Regions from separate parts of the Cricetulus griseus genome. Here region 1 is linked to region 2. Evidence: chromatin contacts called from public Hi-C data. All regions are on one chromosome and are shown on one strand. Each heading gives the region's core, a stretch centred on a gene start, on an enhancer-like site or on the middle of the called end of the contact. The rest is flanking DNA. Distances are from core to core; before and after follow the strand shown.

Region 1 (6,708 bases), core at 2,017-4,516, 91 kb after region 2:
ACCCTGCATACCTGCCCTGTATGCAAATATCCACAAGTTAACCTGAATTCTAGACATTTTTTATGCTAAACATTCTAAAGAGTAACTCACAATGAAAGTAGTGTGGTTAAAGTGCAGGTTTCCAAAATGACTATTCATTACAGGAGTCAGTTCCTAAAGTCAGATGCATGGAAGTGGGTCACAGTTAGCTCCTGACCTCTCCCCTTGACCTTTTCTTCCAGCCCCACTAAACCAGCAAACAAAAAAAAGGCTGGCTATTAGTCATGGGTAAAACCAGCTCTTGTTCCAAGGGCCTTCTGTCTCCATCATTAAAGATACGGACATCCCTGCATGGCTGTTTCTTTTGATGAAAGTCAACTTACAAAAACTTCAACTAAATCATACTCCTTTAAGTCTTCAAGGGTTACTTGACACATATACTTAGAATTAAAAAAATAATTATAAAGCATATACCCTGAAACACATAATAAGCCTTGAAACATCCTATTTATAGTATTTTATATGGCTTTAGTCAAAGATAGCAGTGGGGGAAAAAAAGACTTTGAGACAAATAAAAGTTATAAAACCTGCATATGACTATGTCCCCTTGGCTCTACTGAAATCCTGAAATCTTTATGAAAACTCAATTTGTGGTTACTTTCGGTAACCACTTTCTGAAGTAAATCTAAAAAAAAGTAACAATTCAAACACACAAAACTGGTATTATTTTTATAAACACAATAGCAAGAAACACTCCTTACTGAACTAAATTGCATTTGTAATCCTAAAAATCAGAGGAAAGGGGCCAGTGAGATGGCTCAGTGGGTGAAGGCACTTGCTACCAAGCCTAATGATCTGAGTCCAATTAAAGGAGAGAAGCACTCACACACACACATAAACACACATACACACTCTCATCCACTCACTCTCACAGTCACACACACACACACACACACACACACACACACACACACACACACACACACACAGACACTCATCAGGAAAAGTTAAAACCCCTTTCCTATGTTAGCTTTTTACAGTTAAGTAACCTTTAACTAATAGATTATAGCTAATTCGAATATGTAGGATTTAATTTCAAGTATGCAATTTTTGAGACGTATTCCAAATTCCCAAATGCACTTTGCCCAGTTCTACACACACCTTCCAGATAATGTCCACGGGAGTAAACCCTTGCCATCCACTTCAAAGCAGTGTTCAAGGCTACCACATCAGCAAAGCTTTCAAACAGAAGCCCCATCCCTTCCGCAAACAACCCTCACCTCACACTTTCGTCACTCCTTTGGAAATCAATAAAATCAGATCAAATATAAGACTTGTAACATCAGCATTTGAGTCATCTGAAATGAGACAGGTTTGTGGAGTGGTATCAAAGCACACATTTTGCTTTTAAACCATCTAAGCAAGCTTCTTTGGGACAAGACACTTCTCAGAAGACACTTCATCTGCAAGCTTTTCCATAAGCTTTGTTTCAGCTCTCCACAAAATGAACTGTTCTCACTTTATGCACCTAAAAAAACCTAGAACCCAGAAGTCACCAAGCTCCACACTGGCAGTGATGTTAGGAAGAGGAAAACTGCCAGCAAAAGCAAGTGGTAAGTGACAACTCCAGTGATGTGGGACCCTCTGCTGCTACCTTCATGTGAATGGGCCTGGAGGTGCTCAGAAGAGCATTGCAGTCCAGCAGGGGAACAGAAGTCATTACATCACAGCCTTTCCTCACCTCTCTCCCAACCACGTGTCCCGGTGCCCCAAGAGGTTGAAAAGGAACAGAAGTCTCTCTCCAGCTCATTTATAGGTAGAAGCCATTATTGCCCAACCCTGCCCTCCCTCCCACATGGGTAAAGCTCAGACCCGAGTCGCCAACACATGACATGGGCCTCAAACACTGCCTGCACCAGCATCGGCCTCCACAGGAGCAGCGGGTGTAGCCAGTACACTTTTGGATGACAAACCTAGCCTGTTCCAAACCCCAGAGCTTTTCTGAGGCTACCTGCTGGCAGGCTTGCTGGAGTGACATCTCTAAAGAATAAAGGTGTGTAAGCAGGTAAGGCATGAGAGCCGGCCAGGAAAGTCTGCAACCATTGCTTTTTCTAATGGGATCTATTTGCCTGTTGTTGGTGTCGACACCCACAGGCACAAGTTGAACCCAAGGATCCACATTCAGTTTGCTAGTATCATGCTCCTGCCACTGACTTGAATGCAGTCCCAAACACTTCCCACACACACACCCTTCCCTCCACCCACACTGTCCTCGCTGCATCCCACTTCCACTCCCTCTATTTCAAAGTTAGCCGAGAACCTACCTCGCCACCACAGGTGGGGTAATCCAGCAAATACAAATGTCCCCATTCTTACCTCGTTAGTGTCCCTTGCTTACAGCCTCCTCACTTAGGCATGCCCAAGGCATGCTAGGGATCCTCCTTTTCCCACTCTGAGGACAATCCCAGGCTTTCCTCCACCAGGGGTGAAAAGAACCACCCTTCACCCCCAAGCCTCACAACAGAGGTTCTAACCCTTCTCGGGGCGGGCAAGAACTCGCTTGAATACGTGCCTGGCAGGTCCAGCCACCAGCCCCTGGTAGGTACCCACCTTCCAGCCTGCAGAACTGTTGCTGTCGCCCTTATCCTTGAAGTAGGGCACACAGCGCACCATCCACTCGTAGATCTGGGACAAAGTGAGCCGTTTGTCCGGGGAGCTCTCGATGGCACGGGTGATCAGGTCGGCGTAGGACAGGTTCCCCCAGGCATTCCGCCGCGAGGAGCATTTCCTCGGCTGCCCAGAGCCCCCAGCCGCCCCCGGCTGCTGCGGCGCCAGTGGCTGCTGAGGCTGCAGCGGCGTTTGCGGGCCCCCGCTCAGGGCGCCTGTGGCGGACGCTGGCCCGGAACCGAGGTCTTGCCCTCCGGGAGCCAGCAGCCTGGCCGAGTCCTCGAGGAGTAACCCAGAGCCCAGCGTGCTGCTCAAGCCGCCACCGATCACCATGGCCGAGCTGGCTCGGCCGCCACCGTCCTCGTCGTCTTCATCGTCGTCCTCCTCGGGGATCATGGAGTCCGCGGCCGTCTCCCCCGAGGGCTTGGCCGGGCTCGCCTGCAGCTCCGGCCTCTGCAGGGGCCACGTACAGGAGCGCGGCCGACTCTGGGGCTCAAACTCTGGGTCCAGCTCCACTTCCAACGGAGAGAGCGGGACGGGGGAGGCCGGTGCCTCTGCCATCTTCACCGCCTGCCCGCCGCCCGCGGCTCGGGCCCTCTTGCTCTCCTCTCGTGCCCAGGCTGGGTGCGGCGGGAGAAGACCGGGACGCCGCGGAGGCTCGGGCTGCCTAGGGAAGCGCCAAGAGAGAGTTGGTTATCCCGTGCGTGCGGGAGCCCAGTCCTCCGAGATTCCTCGCCCGCCGCCGCCGCCGCCTCCTCCTGGAACGGGCGGACCTGGGGACGTGCGTCCCGCGAACCTGGCGCAGCAGACGCCGCCCCCTGGCCGGGCCGCCGGGGAGACGAGAGCGAATCGACGGCCGCGCGCGGGCAGCCCCCTCCCCCGCTGCCGTCGCCAGATCCGCAGGTCTCTCCCGGGCTAGGTGGCGGGGCGGAGGAAGGGGGCGGGGGGAGGGAGGGAGGGAGGGAGGGAGGGAGGGAGGGGCGGGGAGGGGCGCCCGGCCTGTAAGTGGGCAGCCGCCAGACCCCAGCAGCACAGCCGCGGTCAGAGGGAGGGCGTGCGTGCGTTTGTTTATGTTTCGCTCCGGCCCGCTCCAGTGCCTCCCGCCGAAGCGCAGCCCAAGTCAGTGGAGTCCTGGGCTCTTCTCCCTTCCAGGGCCCTGCGACTCCCCCCGCCCCCCACTTCCCAGCACACCCCTCCCAGACGGGTGGCCCGAGCCTAGGGCTGGCGCAGGCAGGCAACTCCCGTCTCTTCCTCTCCCCCCGAGGACCAACCGGGCGAGCGTGGGGGGTCTGGGCACAGACTGGCCAGGGTCACTTCCAACAAGGGAGAGCGGGCCGACCCCGCAGGAGCGGCCACCAAGAGGATCCGAGGTGTATTTTCTTAGGGACGTGGGGCCCTCCGCCCCCTTCCCGGCCAGAAACGAGAGGGAGGAAGCAAGTGGGAACATAAATCTTCCAACAGGTCGGGAAGCGCCAAATCTCTCGGGCTGCCAGAAAACCCGGACCAGCACGTTCACCACCTCCTTGCTCCCGCTGCTGCCATCTTGACAGTTCCCCCTTCCCTCAAGTCCTTTAAAGACCCGAGCGGGAGAGAAGGGGGGGAGTACACCGAGTCACGGGGAGGGAAAGGGAAGCGCCTGGCCCAGCTCGGAAACAGATCCGGAGTCACTGGAAGGCAGGCGGCCGCCCTACTGCACAGCTCCGGCGCCTACCTCGGCTCCTTCCCTCCCTTCAGGGACGAGGCGGGAGGACGCACGATTCCGTGAGAGCCCTGGGCACCGCGACGGGGGGACGCTCGGGCCGCCGCCGCAGCCCGCCCGAGGAACCTCCTGTCAGCCTGCGCGCCGCCGCCTTCCACATTCCTCCTCCTCCCTTCCACGAGCAGGGCGGCCGCGGCAGCAGCACAAAGTTATAGACACACGCAGGGAGCCTCAACCTAAGCTGACGGCGGGGCGGGTCCCCGCCCAGGGGGAGGGCTGGGCGGCGGGTGGGGCCGGGAGTGCTGCCGTGCGTGCGTGTGGGAGTGCGCGCGTGTGCTCGGTCGCGCCTGCGCGGGGCTGCGGGCGTGGGGGACGGGCGGGCGGACGGGCGCGCGCCGCGGGACGGGACTCGGCCGGCTCCGGCAGCCTGCCGTCCTTGGCTCTTTCTCGCTCCCAGAACTTCAGCGGCCACACAGCCCCGCGCTGGCCCGGGACGCGGGAGGAGCGCCCCGCGGTGCGCAGTCGCGTGCCCTCTCCGCTCCAGGGCCAGCATTTGGCTCGCGGGTCTCTGGCCTGCGCGCCGTAGCGCCGGGTTCGGAGCCCGCCCTAGTATCTGGTTCCTCGTTAGAACCTGACACCCGCTAGCAGAGATAGACTCTAAGCGCTCGTGGAAACACCGCCAGCGGAGATCGCGGCGCCTGGCGACGGGCACCGGGAGGTGTGAACTGACTCTCACCTGAGACGCCCAACCACCGCCCTGCTTCGCTTTTCACGGATTTCAAAGCAAACCGGGAAAAGTGTGACTCGGGAAGAAAAGTGACTTGCGCCCCCGGTCCAAAAGGCAGGAGCGGATACCGAGCTGGAAGCGGGCAACAGTTTTACTACGGTAAAGCAGCTGACTAGGTGCCTGATTTTTTTTTTTTTAAGTCTTTAGGCTTCAACTAGCACCTTCACAAGCCCTTATCCTAGTGTGTGCTAACCCTAGACCCGTGCGTGTGTGCTTTCCTGCCCCACATGCGACATGCATACCAAAAGTCTGCCCATTCTGATTCATGTGTGTCTTGTCAAAACAAAATCCTCCCAGGCGCTGCAGATAAAAGGGCTCCACAATAACCAAGTACACAAAAACGAGCAGCTGAGAAGCGCCGGCAAAGGCCGCCTACCCTGGAACTCCGGCCTCCGGGCTTTGCGCGCCGCCTGTCACTCAAGTGACGTGCGGGCCCGCCCCTGCACCAAGCTAGTTCGACGCGTACAAACAGATGATGTCATTGTCTCTACACGCGCGTGACCCCGGAGCCCTGCGCCGCGTCGCCATTCGCTGCGCCGCTTCCTCGTCAAGCCAAGCCGCGCGCTGACTGGCCGCCGCCGCAAGTCTCTAGGCCCCGGACGCCCCTCTCTACCCCTCGCCCCCGCCCCCAGCAAATAATAAACAATCGAGTAAAATTGGAAGGACAGAGGGGCGGGAGGAGTCGGGGAGCGAAGGCGCTCCGGGAGCCAGCCTTCGGCGCGCGCAGACGGCGGGAGGACTAGAGGGGGGAATCGTGCCGGGAGGAGGGTGTGGAGGAGGAGGAGCGGACCTGGGCCGCACGCTCCGGCAGGACAAGAAACTTGCAGAACCTCGGCGAGCAGAGCCTGCCGGTACGGCGGGCGCTAGGGCCTCAGGTCCCCGGGAGGGGCGGGGTCTGGGGGTGGGCGGGGCCTAGCTGCGCAGAAGCCCGCAGGCGGAGCCGAGTGACACGTGCGGGAGGAGGGGGCGCGCTGCTGGGGCTCGCCCGGGACGCGCGGCCCCGGCGGCTCGCGCGCTTGTTTACCAGCACACGTGCGTGTTATTTTTGAAATGGAATGTGGGACTGGCGGCGCGGCTGGCGCGTGGGGCCGCCCGCGTCGGCGGAGGGACGCGGTGAGCTGAGGCCCGCGCGCTGCGGCCTCCGCGAGTGCAGCTTAGCCAGGCAGCCCGCTGGCCGGCCGGCGTGCTCTTCCCGCATAGCCAGAGGCTCGGGCTGGCGAGGTTCGCGCGCTACCCCGGCCGCTGCGGAGACGGCAGGCGCCAGCCGAGAAACGCTGCCGCCCTAGCGTGCAGTTCCGGCTCCTGCCTTCACGAGAACAAAGCCGCAGTCTTAGGAACACACTGGTGCACACACCTGGACCACGAGGTGAACTCAACACCCTGCGTGGTCTGTGCCCTTGCTCCAAGGAACCCGTCTTTAAGTGCGGATTTTCGGCAGTGCGTGGCTCGGCTCACGTACAAATAAATGCATTTCCGTCACCTCGGCTTGACTTTGGAAAGGGAAGCTGAAAAGGGAAATTCTGCCTTCTAGGTTTGCTAGCCACCTTAGGATCCGCCCCTGTCTGCTCCACTAAGA
Region 2 (6,793 bases), core at 137-2,636:
GCCCTGAAACTAGGACACAAGCCTCACCATACTAGTCCAAAGCCACACCAGCAACAATGCACAGGCTGCCATGTCCCCAGTCACTCAGCAAAGGCCCAGCATCTTCTGGGAATGTCATCATTAAAAAGAAGCAGCAGCACTAATCACCTCTCCCCTTTCTGTAGAATGGCACGGGGCCTCTGTGACACTATGCACCAGAGTTCCCTCCAGGGTCTCAAGCAATGCCTCCAGGGGAGGCCTGTGCAGGAAGCTGCCTTGGTGTCTGTGGGCTTAGTCAACAGGGCCAGGGCCAGGGCCAGCACCGACACAGGGCACATTTCACAAAAACAAACAAACAAATAAATAAATTAAAAAAAACTCTCACTTCACTCCTCCTCTGGGAAGTCACCTCTTGCTTAGTTTTTTTTTTTTTTTTTTTTCTTTTCTGTGGTAGAAGGAACAGTGTAAAGGAACCAGACAAATACTGACGAGAAACACACTCATCCTAAAACGGAAGGCATTGAGGACTCAGGTGAACAAAGGCATCCTAAGGAGAACGGCCCTTTCACGCCGTAACAGCTTCTGCAGCTCACTGCTGGTACCTGTCCATCAAACAAGAACTGAAAAGGAAGGGGGCAAAGCAATAGGAGCAGCCACTAACTGGGGGTTCAATGATGCTTGCATTGGATTGGTGGGAGTTGGGTGGGTTTTACAGGAGCTCATGTTGATTTAGCTAGTTCTGAGGCTTGTGTATGTGTTGACGCCCCTGTAGCTTAAAAAAAGCCAGTCTTACTGGAAGCAGACAGCTGACAAACTTTACAGCCTTTACTCTGCAGTTACTAAGCAATATACCAATCAACAATATAAAAATGCTGCCCTGGTTTACCAGTAACTTGTATGGGGAGGAAGAAGAGGCCTCCTTTCTCCTCCCTAAGTTTGAAATCAGGCTGCTGAATCAAGGAAAATAAAGTGGTACATTCCAAAAATATCAGCTGAGAGGTAGTCCTTCTGTAATCCTGGCATCTATGGAGAAGACAGGGTTCTGCCTAATTATCGCCACCAAGCCACACCATGTTCTAAGAAAGGGAGATGCCTCCAAAATGACACCAACAGAACCACCCAATCAACTGGAATTTGTCATGGAGCATAAAGGTTCTGCTGCTGTCCTCCCACAGCTGACTCCACTGTGGAAAGCCTGCACCTGCCAGCAGTGTTTTTATCTTCTTGGCAGAGGAAAAAGGAGACCCCAGTAACTAAATACGATGTGGGATGAGGAGGAGAGTTGGATGAAACTCTCATGTCCACAAGTCCACGAAGGTTAGTTAGCGACTACTTCCTGGCTAGAAGTTTAACTGTCTGGAAGAAGTCTGCCAGGAAAGCAAAGTTAAAGTTTAGCACTACGACCTTCGTGCTTTGAAATACAGGAAACCTGCAACTCCAAGGTCAAGCTGGGGACCAAGTATGGAACACTCAGGACTAAGGAAGGGAACCTTTGGTTGACAGGCCTCTCATGGAGTTCAGAGAACAGCTGTGGGTTTCAGAGTTTCAATATGTTTGCTGGAGCACAAAGAAATGCCTGCCTGCACTACTCACCAGTGACCTGTCGCTCAACAAAGCCACCCTAGGCAAAACATTCTTGTGACTTTTAAAAAATGACTTGTTTTTATTTTATGTGCACTGGTGCTTTGCCTGCATGTGTGTCTGTTTGAGGGCACTGGAACTGGAGTTGTGGACAGTTTTGAGCTACTATGTGGGTACTGAGAATTGAACCTGGCTCTTAACCACTGAGGCATTTCTCCAGCCCATTTTTGTGAGTCTTAAGTGAGGCAGCCACATCTGATTTTTTTTTTTTTTTTGAGACAGGTTCTCATGTAGCCCAGGCTGGCCTTGGCCAGTCCAAATGCTACACCTTACTTTGAAACACCCCTGTGGAGTTCATCTCCAAAGGTAAACATTATTCTTCTTGCCCTCTAGGTTGGAAAAGGTGAGTGAGTCTAAAATTAGGTGGTGGTGTCAGTGTGCCTGTGCACACCCACAGCTGGGCCTATGGCTGGCTACAGTGGGACTGGGGAGGAGCCATCTGTATAAAAACCCATCTAGGCAAGTGCTGTCTAGGAGCCATGTTAGGCACGGGAGACTTCATGAGGAATAGGCAGGTAAGGAACTTCTAATCGTACTGGAAGGCAAGTTTCTATTTGGTGGCAAAGCCTCCCAGAAGGAAGCCTGGACCTTGTGTAACCAACCTGTCTGGAGGAATGAGATGTTCTAAAGAGAGGTTTGTGCTCTATGGAAAGAATGGACCCCAAGAAATTATGATCTCCCTGGAATCTCCGTAGAAGAGGAAATGGCTGAAGCCCTTGAGGTCCATCAAGAGAGGAGAAAATTTTACAACTAGCCAGACCTGGCAGGGGACACTTGGCAGTGGGCAGGAACCAGCAGAGCACCTCCAACTGTCTATTTGAACCCTACCACCACCGTCAGGATCCCTGAGGGCAACCCTGGGGAGTCTCCGGATCCTCTGTGCCTCTGCCCAATATGGCCACAGTGAATAAATCATCCCTTTCTGCCTTTTACTGCTGTCTCCTTTAGTTGGTTGTTGAGGTTGTGGCCCCTCCAGTCTGGTACCAAGAGCTCTTCCTACCAGGTGAGTAAACATGGAAGAGACAACACTGGGGGTAATGTGGAAAGGCACCAACCTACACACATTACTTAAAAACAAAAAGCTCAGCTTACAGAAAAACAGGTGAGACCTGTGCCATGCTGGGCTGGGCTGTGGTGTGCTCTGTCTCAGGAGCATGCTGTGGCTTTTCAGGTGTCAGGGAAAGCCTCCAAGGCCTGGCTGAGAAGGCTAGAGACAGCACCCTCAAGAGCCTGTTGCTTCCAGGACGAATTGTCGCCTAGATTTGTCTGTCTGCCCTCTCAGTCAGCCTTTGTGCTGTGCTGACAAAATGCAGGGAAACCAAGGGAAGGAACAATCTTCAACCTTCACAGCCGAGGACAAGAGTGGTGGCTGGATACAATCTGTCTCTGCCTTGAAGGCAGGGGACAAACCCCATGCAGCTTGCTCTCCTGTATATGCTCTTCAGTCTTAGATGCTTCTGACTCATAGAATATGCAAAGTTTGGGATTCTATTCTTTCAAAAAAGCCACCTTTGCCAAGTGTGGTGACCCATGCCTTTAACCCCAGTACTGGGGAGGCAGTGAAATGCATATCACGGTCAGTTCAAAGCCAGCCTGGTCTACATAGCAAGTTATAGGCCAGCCAGGGCTACATAGTGAGATACGGTCTCAAAAAACAAAACAAACAAACAAAACATATCAACCAACCAAAACCCCAAACCAAACCAACCAACCAAAAACGAACCACTTTTGTGGGGTGGGCGTGTGGGGTTTAAGATCCTCTTCTGATTGTGGTTAATTGTCCTCAACTATAACACCCAAAAGTTGAACTGGCAACGACCTGTGGGATAAAGTGCCACCATCTTCCACATACTGCACTAAAGTGTGCTGAGCATAAACCACACACTCACCTGCGAGTCACCTCAGGGACACTTTGCCCAGTCTGCTCTCCTCCTGCGCAGGTGAATCACCAGGCAGCCCTTCACTCCACCTTCCCCAGATGCTCCCTGTTTCACTGACGCACCTTGCATCTGGCACTCAAGCACTTAGTGTCCACACTCTGAGCTCCTGATACACTGAATTCCTTGAAAGCAGGACAGAGTCCTGATGATGATTCAAGCACCATGGATGGCCTGCTATTTTAAGAACAGCATCGTAAACACAGTATTTTGCCCTCAAGCAGCATAAACTCCTGTGAGTGAAATAAATTGTCCCGATGTCCCAAGTAGCTTGGAAAGCTTACAGGGAAAAAAAAAAAGTTCACAATAGACCTTAGCTGAGTATGTTGGAGTGGCCCTTACTTCCTGCCTATCCCAGCACCCAGTGTCCTGTGACTGCTGTTGCTTCGGGGACCTCTTCACATGCGCTAAGAGTGAAGCTCACTGGCATGCAGGCAGAACCTCCTGCTTGTGGAACAGAACCTAAGAACTGTAATGCTTCCTGGAGAGGAGGCTTTTCAAATAAGTTTCTAAAATTTCTGTTTCTTGTGAGATGAAATTGAATACAAGGCACATTTTAACATTCAATGGATTCACAAACTATGTAATAATTAGCCTTCCTTTGTGTCTGTACACCCCACCATATAAAGCCCTCAAATTCCAGTTCCAGGACTTCTGACAGGCTCACAGAGACATACATGCAGGCAAATACCAATGTACATAAAATAAAAATAATTACAAAAAGAGTCTTGCTATCCTGTCTCAAGCTGGTATCACAATGAAGTGATCCACCAGTTACAGAAGGGAACAGGAGCCTTGGAGAAATGCTTACAGACATAAGCCATGACCAAGTCCTGTTTACCTTCCCCAGGTGTGAGCCTGGGTGAGGAATTATGGCAGTATGCAGGCTGGGGATGTTTTAGATCTCCTGTGGGTGGGTAGAGTATAGACACCACCCACCTGAGGGTCCAGTCGCCAGGCATAGAAGACAGCATTCACCAAAGAACTTGAATTTTCCTATTTCAGACATAGGCAACAACACTAGCAACAACAACTAATCAGTTCTTCAGAATCCACAAAGAGTTCAAACTATACATCCACCTGTAAGGTCCAACCAGGATTTGCAGGAGACACAGATGGTAGCCAAGAACCAACAGAGGAAAAGAACCAAGAGGGAGCAAAAAGGAGGGAGGTGATGTCAAGTCTGAAGGAGATAAAGGGTCTCCTTACAGGTTGGTAGCCTTGTCAGATGTGCTGATTCCAGTAGAGACAAGTCTTGTGCTCATATGGGCCTCCTATCTCAGTGCAGCCATTGTCCACCTGCACCACACAGGGCAGCCTGAAGGGGACTCAGCTGCCTCTGGCAAGGTGTGTTTTGGCTGAGGCATTCAGTGGCAGCCAGCATTTTAGCTCCACCTTCTAATATTTTTTGGTTATTTATAACTTCGTCTGTATGGCTTTCTGATCATTTTCTGAATATACAAATGACCAACAGATGTTCCAGTGAGCCATTGGGCCATGTTTACAATTGGAGGACCAAGAGCAAGAGTTAAGATTTTGACTTTGAACCTGAGTCTAAGAATGCCTCTGGCCAGAGTCTCCGTGGCTATTAAGGATGCAATTCAGCCATTTCACAGGGATATAAATATTTAGGTGAAAAAAGAAAGAAAATGATGTATGGCCTGGACTGCTTTCATCAGAGAGGAAGAGGGTGAAAAACTAGCACAGAAGAAAAAGGGAGGAGAGAAAGAGAGGACACAGTGGCACACAAACCTTCAATTAAATCAAGACTGACAATTAGAGCCTGTCCTCTAGAAACACTAGAATTACCCTGAGACTTCTCATCTTTCAACAAATGAACATCATGGGCTTAAAGGTCACTAAACAAATAGAAAATCTAGCATTACAGACTAAGGTCCACATCTCTTGCTGGGGGAGAAGGAAACAAAAGCAGACCAGACAGATCCTTGCAGCCCAGATCCCTGAGTCCTGGAGCAGTGCTTCCAGTCTGGCCTGCTGTTCAGCACTAGGGCAGCCTAGGAGACAACCTTGCCTCTCAGATGGTCACCCAGCAAGACTTGCAGCTTACAGTCCAGGGATTGATTTTCTGACCTCCAAACTGTGCTGGGCCTAACTGGTAACCTCCAGCTTTTAGAAGCCAGACCACTGTGAGCCATCTGCCCATCTTCATTATTTCTTCATTTCCATTAAAGCAGCTGGAGGTACCTCTACATCTTTAAGTGGTCTGAGATGCCGGGCATCTCAGGGATGGTGAACATGGGAGATCCAGGTTCCTTACAAGCAATGGAATAGCTCAGATGGAGGCTCTGGCTTCTCAACAAAGGCAGGCAAGGCAGTAGCCTGGTTCTTGCTCCACTGCAGAGCAACAGAGGCCTCAGGAAAGGCAGGCCCCTTGGGTCCTCCTTTGGAGATGCTAATGGAACACTTTGGTAAGGCCTGGAACCTCTCCAGTCCATCTGTGGCACAAGTTCCCTTTGAAAGTGGAAAAATGGCAGCCTCTCTAATGCGTGTCACCAAAGTGACAAGCAGGCTTTGAAGGCATAGCTCCAGAAAGCAAAGGTTTTCAACAAACGGGCACAAAGAGAAACCTAAACTAGCATTAGTTGTCAAGGAAAGCAGCTGCGTTTGCCAACAGTGTAAGACTGACTCGGTTGCTTCCTATAGTCTATGTGAGAAATTACAGGATCATTTAAAATCACAATAAGCATCAAATAACTTCTTTAAAAAGTGACAAAACACTCACAGTATCCCACGTAATAGTTCTTATCAAAGCTAGCCCTGTACAGGAAGCATAAAAGTTTGCCCCACTGTCTAAGTAAGCCTGGCGAGACTGGGTGCCACATAGCCATGAAAACTTCAGGCCACCTGAGAGAGCTGCAGAGAGGTGTTTTAATTCACAGGTCCCCCTCAGAGCAGAGCCCAGGGGCAATGCGCTGAAGTAGGTGTTCATGTCCAAGCCGAGCAACTGGCCTGAGAAATCAAGTATGAAAAGAACAGTCCTGCGGGATTTCTAACAGAAGCCAGCACCTGGGCTTGGCCTGAACTTTGACCTATCAGCATGGAGCTGCTAGGGTAGTAGAGCCTTTATTTTTATGCCCACAGGAAGACTATGTGGAAAATATGTAACAATGGAATTGTCTGCAGGGTTGACCAAGAAATTCCAGCATGCTAAGGTAGTTATACCTCCTGGGTCTGTGGCTCAAATTCCCATGGAAGGCACTCTTACAACAGGATAA

Evidence for each region. Hi-C and Micro-C count contacts between places; a contact is called where the count stands out from the background.
Region 1: a contact with region 2 is called in a Hi-C map of liver, with 4 times the contacts expected there. The contact joins the promoter of Foxo3 here to the enhancer-like site in region 2. A contact is called at or near these places in 3 of 8 Hi-C or Micro-C datasets (the CHO-K1 cell line, fibroblasts and liver).

The regions. Positions count from the first base shown.
Region 1 is chr2:264,609,168-264,615,875 of CriGri-PICRH-1.0, forward strand. Foxo3 (forkhead box protein O3) reads right to left here and starts at 3,267. Exons shown (of 3, transcript XM_035440366.1): 1 at 2,590-3,267. The coding sequence starts at 3,207. It overlaps LOC118238359 (a long non-coding RNA gene), which reads left to right and starts at 4,722. Exons shown (of 2, transcript XR_004768456.1): 1 at 4,722-5,231; 2 at 5,430-6,708.
Region 2 is chr2:264,519,810-264,526,602 of CriGri-PICRH-1.0, forward strand. The region is part of intron 2 of Foxo3 (forkhead box protein O3); the gene reads right to left. Among named protein-coding and RNA genes, the nearest start is that of Foxo3, 89 kb to the right of the region's middle. Within about 2 kb of position 1,387, at least 1 of the 6 cell types and tissues checked has open chromatin away from gene starts, as enhancers often do.